Regions from separate parts of the Zea mays genome. Here regions 1 and 3 are each linked to region 2. A link is a contact called in public Hi-C data. All regions are on one chromosome and are shown on one strand. The core of a region is the stretch at or near the end of the contact, and the rest is flanking DNA. Distances in the headings are between cores, read along the strand shown.

Region 1 (2,881 bases), core at 311-2,810, 180 kb after region 2:
TACTAGGACGTTGGACTAAAATTACAGATTTAATGTCGTCGCGTAAGCCATCGATAAATCACATGGTATAGTAAAGGGGATTTGTGGTATGTTCATAGGTGACTAACAGATCAACCAATTCACTAAAATAATCGACGTAGTCTTGCACGGTGGAGGTCTATCGGATATGAAAAAGTTTGCGAATCACCAGTTCGTGTTGTTCGCGACCGAATCGGTCTCGAACCAAACGACAGAACTGAACCCACAATAGAGAAGGCAGGCGGGGTTCCACTGATTGGAGCCAGCGGCCAGCCACCCCTTCAAAATACATGGTGGCAACTTTGACCCAGACCATCTCCTCTGTGGCATACATTTCAAAGTATTTTTTCGCAACGTCGTTGCCATAACTTGGGACTTGAGCCATCAAACGTGGGGAATGTAAGTTTGGGCAACCCGCCACCATGTTTGTTCAGAGCCCCTCTGAGATCTACGTCCCCCCACTAAACCCATTTGGTTGAGCAAACGAAAATGTTGTTGAAGGGGGACGCCACATACCCGTGACCGGGTAGCGGCCATCGACAGTTGGATGCCAAGTCCACTATCCCGGAGGTAGCTGTCGAAGTCGTGCCCGAATCTAGGGCCATCAGTGTAGTCGACGGCGCCAGGTGGGCGCCCCGAACGGATCCAGTGGAGGTGAACGCGCCCGGAGTTCCGAGGATGCTGGGCGACATAGCAAGGGAACCGGGGGAACCGAGGACGCCTAGCATGGTGGCGTCGTTGACGCGCGCTCCGTGGGACCACTAGGCATCCATCTTGGCGATCTCGGCGCACATCCAGTCCATGTTCGATTAGAGCGAGTCGATGGAGGAGTCCACTCGGGGATGCCAAAAGTCGAACATCTGCATCACAGACTCGAGAGCGGCGATGCGGTTGCCAGTCTCCGCTTCGAAGTGGTGCAGACGCCCCTACGTAGCGGCATCCGAGGCTGTGAGATGGGCCTCCACATTAGCGCGGAGGGCAGTGGAAAATTCGGTGACGGATCTGGCCGCATCCGTCACCGTGTTCTCCAGGACGGACAATCGCGACTCCCACTTGCTATCCATGGACTGGATACGCTTGTCCAGCTCGGCAAGCAGGGAGCGGGTCTGGTTCTCCAGAGCAAGGGTAAGGGCCGAATCTGAGATAGATGGTGGCGCCATGAGCGGAGGAAGATTGACTGAATCTGATACCAAGTTGTTAGCAGTAGTAGTAGGAGAAGGTAGATGGGGTTTTGGGAATAACAGAGAAGGGAGACGAAGGACGGAAGAATGTTCTTTCTTAGAGTTTCTGTTCATCCATAAAAACCCCCAGCCAGTAACCAGACCAGGTTAAGTACATCACACACGCTGGCCGCTGCATACACAGCAGGTCTACACCCACTCGGGCCCATATACGCGTCTGTTGGGCCGACACACACGACGAGTTGCCACCTCCTGCTTGCTTGGACCATTCGGTATTGCACCCTCTCGCTGTTGTAGCGGCTGGGAAATCTCCTCTATTGGCGAGTTGGTAACACACTATCGCTACATCATATGCTTCTGTCCAAGCTATATAAGCCGCCGCTGTTGTACGCCGCTTCCTCCATCCACTAGCTGCCCGGCCGGCCGGCTAGCGGAGAAACAGCCCGCCCGCTCGCCTCTGCCTCTGCCCCTGCACGCCCAAGATCCTCAGGCCGGGCCGGCCGCGTGGCAGTGCCGCGCGCGCGCGAGAGCGAGAGGGATCCATGGGCGTCTCCGAGGAGGCGGCGCGGGTGTGGGCGGAGCTGCCCGTGCGGGTGGACTGGGCGGCCGCGGCGGCGCAATGCGCGTCCCTGTGGGCGCACGCGCGCGCGCTGCTGGTCGCGCCAGCGGTGCGGGTCCTGGTGCTCCTGTCGCTGGCGATGACCGTGATGATACTGGCGGAGAAGCTGTTCGTCTGCGCCGTGTGCCTCGCCGTGCGGGCGCTCCGGCTCGGCCCGGACCGGCGCTACCGCTGGGAGCCCATCGGCGGCGGAGTCGGAGACGAGGAGGAGGAGTCCGGGTCCGGCCACGGCGCCAAGTACCCCATGGTGCTCGTGCAGATCCCTATGTACAACGAGCGGGAGGTGAGTGAGTGGCCAATGGCATAGCGCAGCACATTGATGAGCTGGTGGTGGCAAGCGGAGTGGGTTAATTGAGTTGAGAGGGAGGGTGGTGACTGATGGAAGTTCTTTTTTTTTTACTATTAATCTCGTGCATGCTGGAATGGATGGATGGATGGCGGCGAAGGTGTACAAGCTGTCGATCGGGGCGGCATGCGAGCTGGAGTGGCCGTCGGAGCGCTTCATGATCCAGGTGCTGGACGACTCCACGGACCCCGTTGTAAAGGTACGTACGCCGCCGTCGCCGACCCTCTTTCTCACCCCGGTCGCCGGACCTTTTTGCGACCTTCGTGGCCAGGCCAGGCCACTGCGAAACCAATCATATATGCATCGAACGAATGGGATCGCCACGTGAATGGTGCACGCGTCTCCCGTCCCCATGCCTTCTGCTCCTACTTGCGCGTCCTCTTGTGGCCGGCAACTGGCCGTTGGCGCTCGCGGTGCGTAGCAGTTGAGGTAGGTTCGGTTAAGACGCGGACCGAGACCGATAGCCAATTTTTTAGTGTAGGAAACTCCGACCATGTCGCCACGGCGGCACTTCGTCCCGTCGCCGCCGGACATTGTACACGCCCGAGCCACGGAGGGCAGTGCACTGCCGCGCGCGGCGCGCCCCGACACAAAGCCAATCCCGTGCCCGCCGCCGGCGACAGCCCACGCGCGTGGATGCAGAGGCCGCACCGCCACGACCACGAGACGAACAGTCACCCCGCCCCCGCCCCCGCCCCACGACGCGCGCGCATGCCC
Region 2 (3,018 bases), core at 58-2,557:
TTAAAAAGGTCATCGCGAGTCATCCCAGGCTTCCTTGGGACCCCGGCAGGGATGACAACGACATCCACACCTTTCAAGCAGTTGGCTAACTCTGAGGGTCCAGTGAAGTCAAGAACCTGAGCAGGCGTGTTGCAGTGGCTGAGATCTGCAGCAACTCCCTTGACATTAGCAATATCATACAGATGCAGCTCGGACACCAGAGGAGACATCTTAACCAACAGGCCCAAGGGTTGACCGATGCCACCGGCAGCACCCAGCACTGCCACCTTGTAAGATGCCTGTGGAGATATCTGAGATCCAGACTTTGTCTTGGGCACAATCCTTGGAGTAACAGCTGCCCGAAGGGATGCATTCCAGCCCAGGAATGACGACTCTGAGCCAGAGCTAACAGATGCCGGCATCTTTAAGCCAGCATAGCTTATGGCTCCAAGGTTCCTTGGCTTTTGGATCAGCGCAGCTTGGGCGCTCACTGGGTTGAAGGTAACGGTTGATGCCATGCCTGACTGCAGCAACAAAGTTCCGTCAGGCACATATGCAGGTGAGGCAGAAGATAATTCAAGACAGAGGATATCTTGAAGAACTGGATTTAGAAGCAGTAAGAGCCAAGAATGAAACGTGTATCAAGCAGGTGATCTATAACGTGAATCGTTCAACAAAATAGATCATATGATTGAGTTCCCTAACTTGCCTGACTTGCCAACTCTATTGAAAATGAGGCCACCATTCCTATTTGCCATCACTAACAAATCGAGCTACACACCTAGACCAAATTGCCTTTCGAAGCATAATCTAATACCCGGACAAGGCATGAAACGTAGTATCTACTGAGAATATGACGGAGAGGAATGGAACCGACCAGGAGAATTCTACAGGGAACGTGCAGATCTACACACGGCCCGAGCGAAGGAACGACTGAGAGGAAGCAAAAACGGAGGAGATCCCACCTGCAGCGACGGCGGCTGGGATCCAACCTAATCGAAGAAGGGCAAGGAGAGGAGATGGTGCTTCGTTACCCTGCGCGCTCTCCTCGGCGGCGGCTTTTGACGGCTCCTTTTCCTGGCTCCCCTGGGGCTCGTTGGGGCAGAGCCGTAGAGGGCAGGGCGGCACGGGGCGGGAGGCTCGTGAGCAGCGGCAATGACCAGCAGGCAGGCAGGCGGGCACGAAAAAGCGCTCGTCTTTGGCCCCCTCGCCCTCGCCTTCGGTGGTAGAAAAGTGCAGGGCAGGAGCGGCGGCGCGTGCCGTGGTGTCTCTATTGCGCCCGACGAACGGACGGAGACGGAGGCGGCGTGGGCGGCGTGCGGCCTAGGAAACAACGGAGGAGATCCCCGCCCGTGCCCGTGGGCGCGTGGACCCGGCCTGGATCTTTTTGCGAGGACGGCCTATAGGTGTACATTTGGGCCGGGCCTGATGGGCTGGCCCGAAGTACGAAAAAAAAGCACGACCCAGACACAGACGACACAAAATAATTTAGTGCCGGGCCGGCACGGCACGATATATCGAGCCGGGTTTGGGCCGATGTCGTGACCCATGGGCGGGCATGAACACGACCCATTTAAGGCAGGCACGAAATGGCCCATATAGAGGCACAAAAAGGCCCATATATTTATTAAAATCACACTTCATTCCACATTTTCATGTACTTGATAAAAACACAAAGCTAGAGATAATGTTAGTTAGATGTTTTTTATAGCTTTGAATTAGAGTATGTGATATAATTTTATTTTTTTTATGAACATTAGATAATGAACTGAACTTACAAACTTTATATAGAGCTGATTATACTCTTTTTCTTTTTAACAAAATGATTTGTAAACGAGGTAGTCATTGCATAGCTATGTTACTTAATACAAATATTAAGTTTGCTTTTGGTCAAATGTATTTGTCTTATCTTTTATTTGTTTTATTAAATTTGTTTTGAATTTCGGGTCTTGATGTGAATTTCGGACCAAAAACTGAATCTTGGGCCAAAAAATGTATTTCGGGCCCTAATGTGAATTTCGGGCTTTTATAATTTCGGTCCGCCCGAAATGAGCCCGGCACGTTTAAGTAATTACGGGCCGGGCCGTGGGCCGAGAGCTAGGCCCGTGGGCCGGTCCAGCACAGCCCAAAATTCAAACGGGCCGGACCGGCCCGAAATTCAAATAATACGGGCCTTTTCGGGCTTGAACCGAGCCAAACCGGGCGGCCCGAATGTACACCTATAGCGCCGCCGTGCGAGTGGCGGACTGGCGGCCCTGGTGCGCCGGGTGTTTGGAGCTGCGTAAAAGTGGGGCGCGCACGGCCAGCCAGCCAGGTAGAAGCCGACGGATTCGGCAATATCCCGCGACGTGGTGGTGCCGTGTACGGTGGAACGCACGCAGGGGAACGCCATTGCGGTTTGGACACGTTTTTTTCCCTGGCTGCGAGCTGGTCGGGGTTGGCGCGGCGAGAGGGACATCACGGACGGACGGACGGACGGACGGTATGCGACTGCGTGCAGCCTGGAAACAAGGGGAGAGCTGGGCCTTCTTGGGCTTCATTTCGTCCGACGAAGTTAGAGATGGCCAAACGGGCCGCCCGGCCCGGGCCCGGTGAAGCCCGGCCAAAAACCGGGCCGGGCCTGCTGAGCCAGCGGGCTTAATTTTCTGTCCAAGCCCGGCCCGCAGCGGGCCTAAACGGGCCGGGCCGGTCCGTTTAACACAAAAAAAACGGGCCGAAAAGCGGGCTAAACAGGTCGGTAAGCACGTTTTAGTGTAAAAAAACCGGGCTTAATGGGCTTAGAGGTAAACGGGCCGTGCCGGGCTAGCCCGCCGTGTCTAGTTTCCTGTCCAAGCCCGCCCGCTTATTCTACCGTGCCGGGTTCGGACCGGGCCCAAAAAACGGGCTTCGTGCCGGGCTCACGGGTCTCGTGCTTTTTGGCCATCTATAGACGAAGTAATGTGGCTGAGTCCTCAGTATGGACACCTGAACCAGGCTTAAAATGTAATCCAGTTCCATCTGGACTGGATTAGAGATGTTTCTCTCTCTCGAACAATTTGT
Region 3 (3,266 bases), core at 570-3,069, 140 kb after region 2:
CTTGCTTTGGTTGCATTGTCATCGATCACGAAAACGGGGGAGATTGTAAGAAAATGGACCCCAACCCATTTGACTAAATGATTTTGGTGGTGGCGATCAACATAACTAGTGGAATAGATAACGGCTAACTTCCAACAGCTATATGTCGTGGAGTGCATCGGACCAGTCCGAAGGTACATCGGACCTTTGGCATGATGTAGAGAATTTGTTAGATGTACAACAGCTAGCTGACGTGGTGGAGCATTGGACCAGTTCAGTGCAACACTAGAGGCGCACCGGACCGTTCTAGTCACGCCAAGTTCATCGCCTCTATAGCCTTGTGAGTCTTGTGGGATTGCTTAGAATGCACACACATGATATTTAGAACCTTTAAATAAATTAAATTCAAAATTTCTAGCTTCATTAAATAACAAAAAAATGTTAAACGTGGCAAAGTCGTGAATGGCAAATATCCGCCTCATCCGAAAAAATTGCATTTGACATAACTTTACTATACACATAATTATAAAAAATAAGAGAAACAAGCCTTAGCAGTCATAGCCTTTTCAATAAATATTTTATACATTGACAATAAATGTTTATTGGACTCAAAAACTATTTTATAACATCTCTAAATAGTAGATAGCTCCTAATTAGATTCTTTTTATGGACATAACTAAAAAGTGAGTGGTAGGTTTGCATTGTGTTTTATCCTACCCGTGTTATGTGAGCTAGATATAGCAGCAGGAGTTATAGGAAAACTAAAAGATGGAGTAATCATCATAACATGCACCCATTAGTTCGAATATTACAAGTCCAATACACCTCTATCAGTCCAGTTGTTAACTCCTCTATTAACCTAATCAAGTGACAAAACTAGCTCATCCACATAACACGATAAAGGATAATGCTACGATACACCACATCAATTTTGAATGATTCTGACAACTCCAAACACCCTCCAAGGATATCGGATGCCTAGAGAGTCCCGATGTACTGAGAGCCCTAAAGGGTCCCTAATGTCCCAATAGTCACGAGCCCATGAACATCTTAAAAGCCTCAAAATGCCCCTACCCATCCAACAACCATAGGAGCCCTTGAGGGCCTCCGGTCTTCCAACAACGACAGACCCATAGGTCTCAAGAACCCTAGAGCCTAGACATCTCCAGATTTATAAGAGACCATGAATGTCCCGAGAGACATGGATACTTAGACATAAGAGTCATGAGCCCTAGGCCATCTCGAGGGGTACGAAGGCCTCGAAACATTTCGTGAATCATAAAAAGTCTTAAACATATTTAATACATGTCTAAAATTAATTTAATTTAATTTACTAATATGTATGGCATATTTATATGAAATCTAACATGGAAAACAATGATAATAAGACACAAACAAACCATGTGTTGTTGGCTTGCTGCACTAGGAGGAACTAGTAGTAGCCCGGGCTATCTCGAGCAAACTACTTATCTCATTCCTTATCTCACTATTTATTTTAAACTTCACTTTATAAACAGTGTCATATATAGTACAAAACAGTGTTTTACATGCCCGTTTGCACGTTCCGCTGAAGTTGGCCAAGGTACACTGTTGGCCACCTGCATGATTGATGTCATGTGTGTGTTAGCGATGCATTGAGCAAGGCAACCGTCGGACTGCGACCGGCAGCAGGCCACAGATTTATAGTGTGTAGGTCGAATCACGCTCGTGTGTCTTGGTTAATATAAGGCTACCACCAGCTGGGCGAATGTTTCCTCTGCAGTTACATTTGGTGGCTGACACGTGAGGCCAGGCCACGATCAATCCCCCCACGTCAGGCAATCAGCTGCAGCTACGTCCGTGGACGTACCTGCAGACAATCCCGTCGTGCTGGCAGGGACACCAGGCACGTGCAGCCGTTATGAGGCAAGGCCGGACAAAGTCGAGTGCGCACTATAAAACGTGTGGCAAATACACGCCGACGATGTGGGGAGGGGTGCCGGTAGTGACCGGGCACATTCTTGTTCACCCTGGGCCTAATTGGTTACCCATACCATCTCATTTTGGATCACCACATACGTTGACTTTATTTGAGATTATATTTGGTTGCTTGTATATAGCAGTCACAGTCTGCATGGATGGTTACAAAATAAGTCATTTTGATGCTATTAACCTACACCCAGTCATACGCTCAAAATTATCGTATCTAACTAACCAGATCAACTCTGGACGTGCGGCAATCCAATCAGGCTGAGGCCTGCACTACAGTAAAATAATGCACATCCGACGACCATTTAATTTCCGATGGGTTCATACGACACCGTCGAACATAATATTTTGTCCGACGACCTCTAACGGCCCTTGAAAATAACATCTTATATCCGACGGCTTCCAGATAAGCCGTCGGACATAGTCTTATGTCCGACGGTCGTACAGGTAGCCGTCGGACATAACACTATGTTCGATAGCTTCTCTAACAGCCGTCGGAAATAAGATATTTTAACGTGCGCGGGCTGGAAGTCGTCGTTTCATTTGCATCCGCTCGTCTTCTCTATCGTTGTCGCGCGCTGCTCCGCCATCGCTGCTCCTCCGCCACCGCGTGCTGCTCCGCCGTTGTAACCGTGCCGGCCGCCCAGATGCCCATCGCCGCCCCGACACCTTTCCCGACGCCGGCGGCCCCAACTCGCTCCCCGCCCCGCCCACGCCGAGCACCGTCCCGCCGTCAAACCGTTAAGTGAGTATTTTAACTTTGTTAATGTATATTTTATTCTCTAGTTGTCTTTTTTCAGTATTAAAATTTTTGTATGTTTAATATTATTTAGCTTGTTATGTTCTACGGTCGGAATTTGATTATGTAATAAATTTAATTTGTTTTATTTTACTTAGTGGTGTTTAGATAATTTAAACTTTTAATTTCTGAGAGTTTTTATTATGCCCTCGGAAATAAGGTTATTTTATGTAATTTGGCACTCGTGACAATGTTATTTCGTATGTATTATATGTTATTTTGTATATATTATTGTGGTAGTTTATTAGTTGAACTCGTGACACTGTTTTAGTTTACTTAGTGGTAGTTTATTAGTTGAACTACGTAATTTACTTATCCTTTCATGTAGATATAGGGGTGATTTACTTAACTAATCAAGTAAACGTAATCAAGTTACCTCATGGAGGAGGATCGTCGATGGATGTATGAAGGTTGGAAGAAAAGAGGTGCTCTATCAAGTGAGTGGGTTGCCAAGACTGACGCGTTCCTCGACCGTGCTTTTGCTCGGTTAGAGACTGGAACCGATGTTAGGTGCCCATGT

The links. Hi-C and Micro-C count contacts between places; a contact is called where the count stands out from the background.
Region 1: a Hi-C map of bundle sheath shows a contact between it and region 2, with 5 times the contacts expected there. The contact joins the promoter of LOC100501994 here to the promoter of LOC100193663 in region 2. A contact is called at or near these places in 10 of 25 Hi-C or Micro-C datasets (bundle sheath, ear, leaf and 2 more) and 1 of 3 datasets of contacts at active chromatin or transcription factors (leaf).
Region 3: a contact with region 2 is called in a Hi-C map of leaf, with 4 times the contacts expected there. The contact joins the enhancer-like site here to the promoter of LOC100193663 in region 2. A contact is called at or near these places in 2 of 25 Hi-C or Micro-C datasets (leaf and tassel).

The regions. Positions count from the first base shown.
Region 1 is chr4:86,532,995-86,535,875 of Zm-B73-REFERENCE-NAM-5.0, reverse strand. LOC100501994 reads left to right here and starts at 1,560. Exons shown (of 9, transcript NM_001196584.2): 1 at 1,560-2,101; 2 at 2,265-2,363. The coding sequence starts at 1,742.
Region 2 is chr4:86,714,292-86,717,309 of Zm-B73-REFERENCE-NAM-5.0, reverse strand. It overlaps LOC100193663 (malate dehydrogenase), which reads right to left and starts at 1,307. Exons shown (of 2, transcript NM_001138756.1): 1 at 1,014-1,307; 2 at 1-503. The coding sequence starts at 497.
Region 3 is chr4:86,569,739-86,573,004 of Zm-B73-REFERENCE-NAM-5.0, reverse strand. No RefSeq gene overlaps it. Among protein-coding and RNA genes, the nearest start is that of LOC100501994, 37 kb to the right of the region's middle. Within about 2 kb of position 1,819, at least 16 of the 20 cell types and tissues checked have an H3K27ac peak or open chromatin away from gene starts, as enhancers often do. A contact at or near this core is called in leaf and tassel, where this site is marked.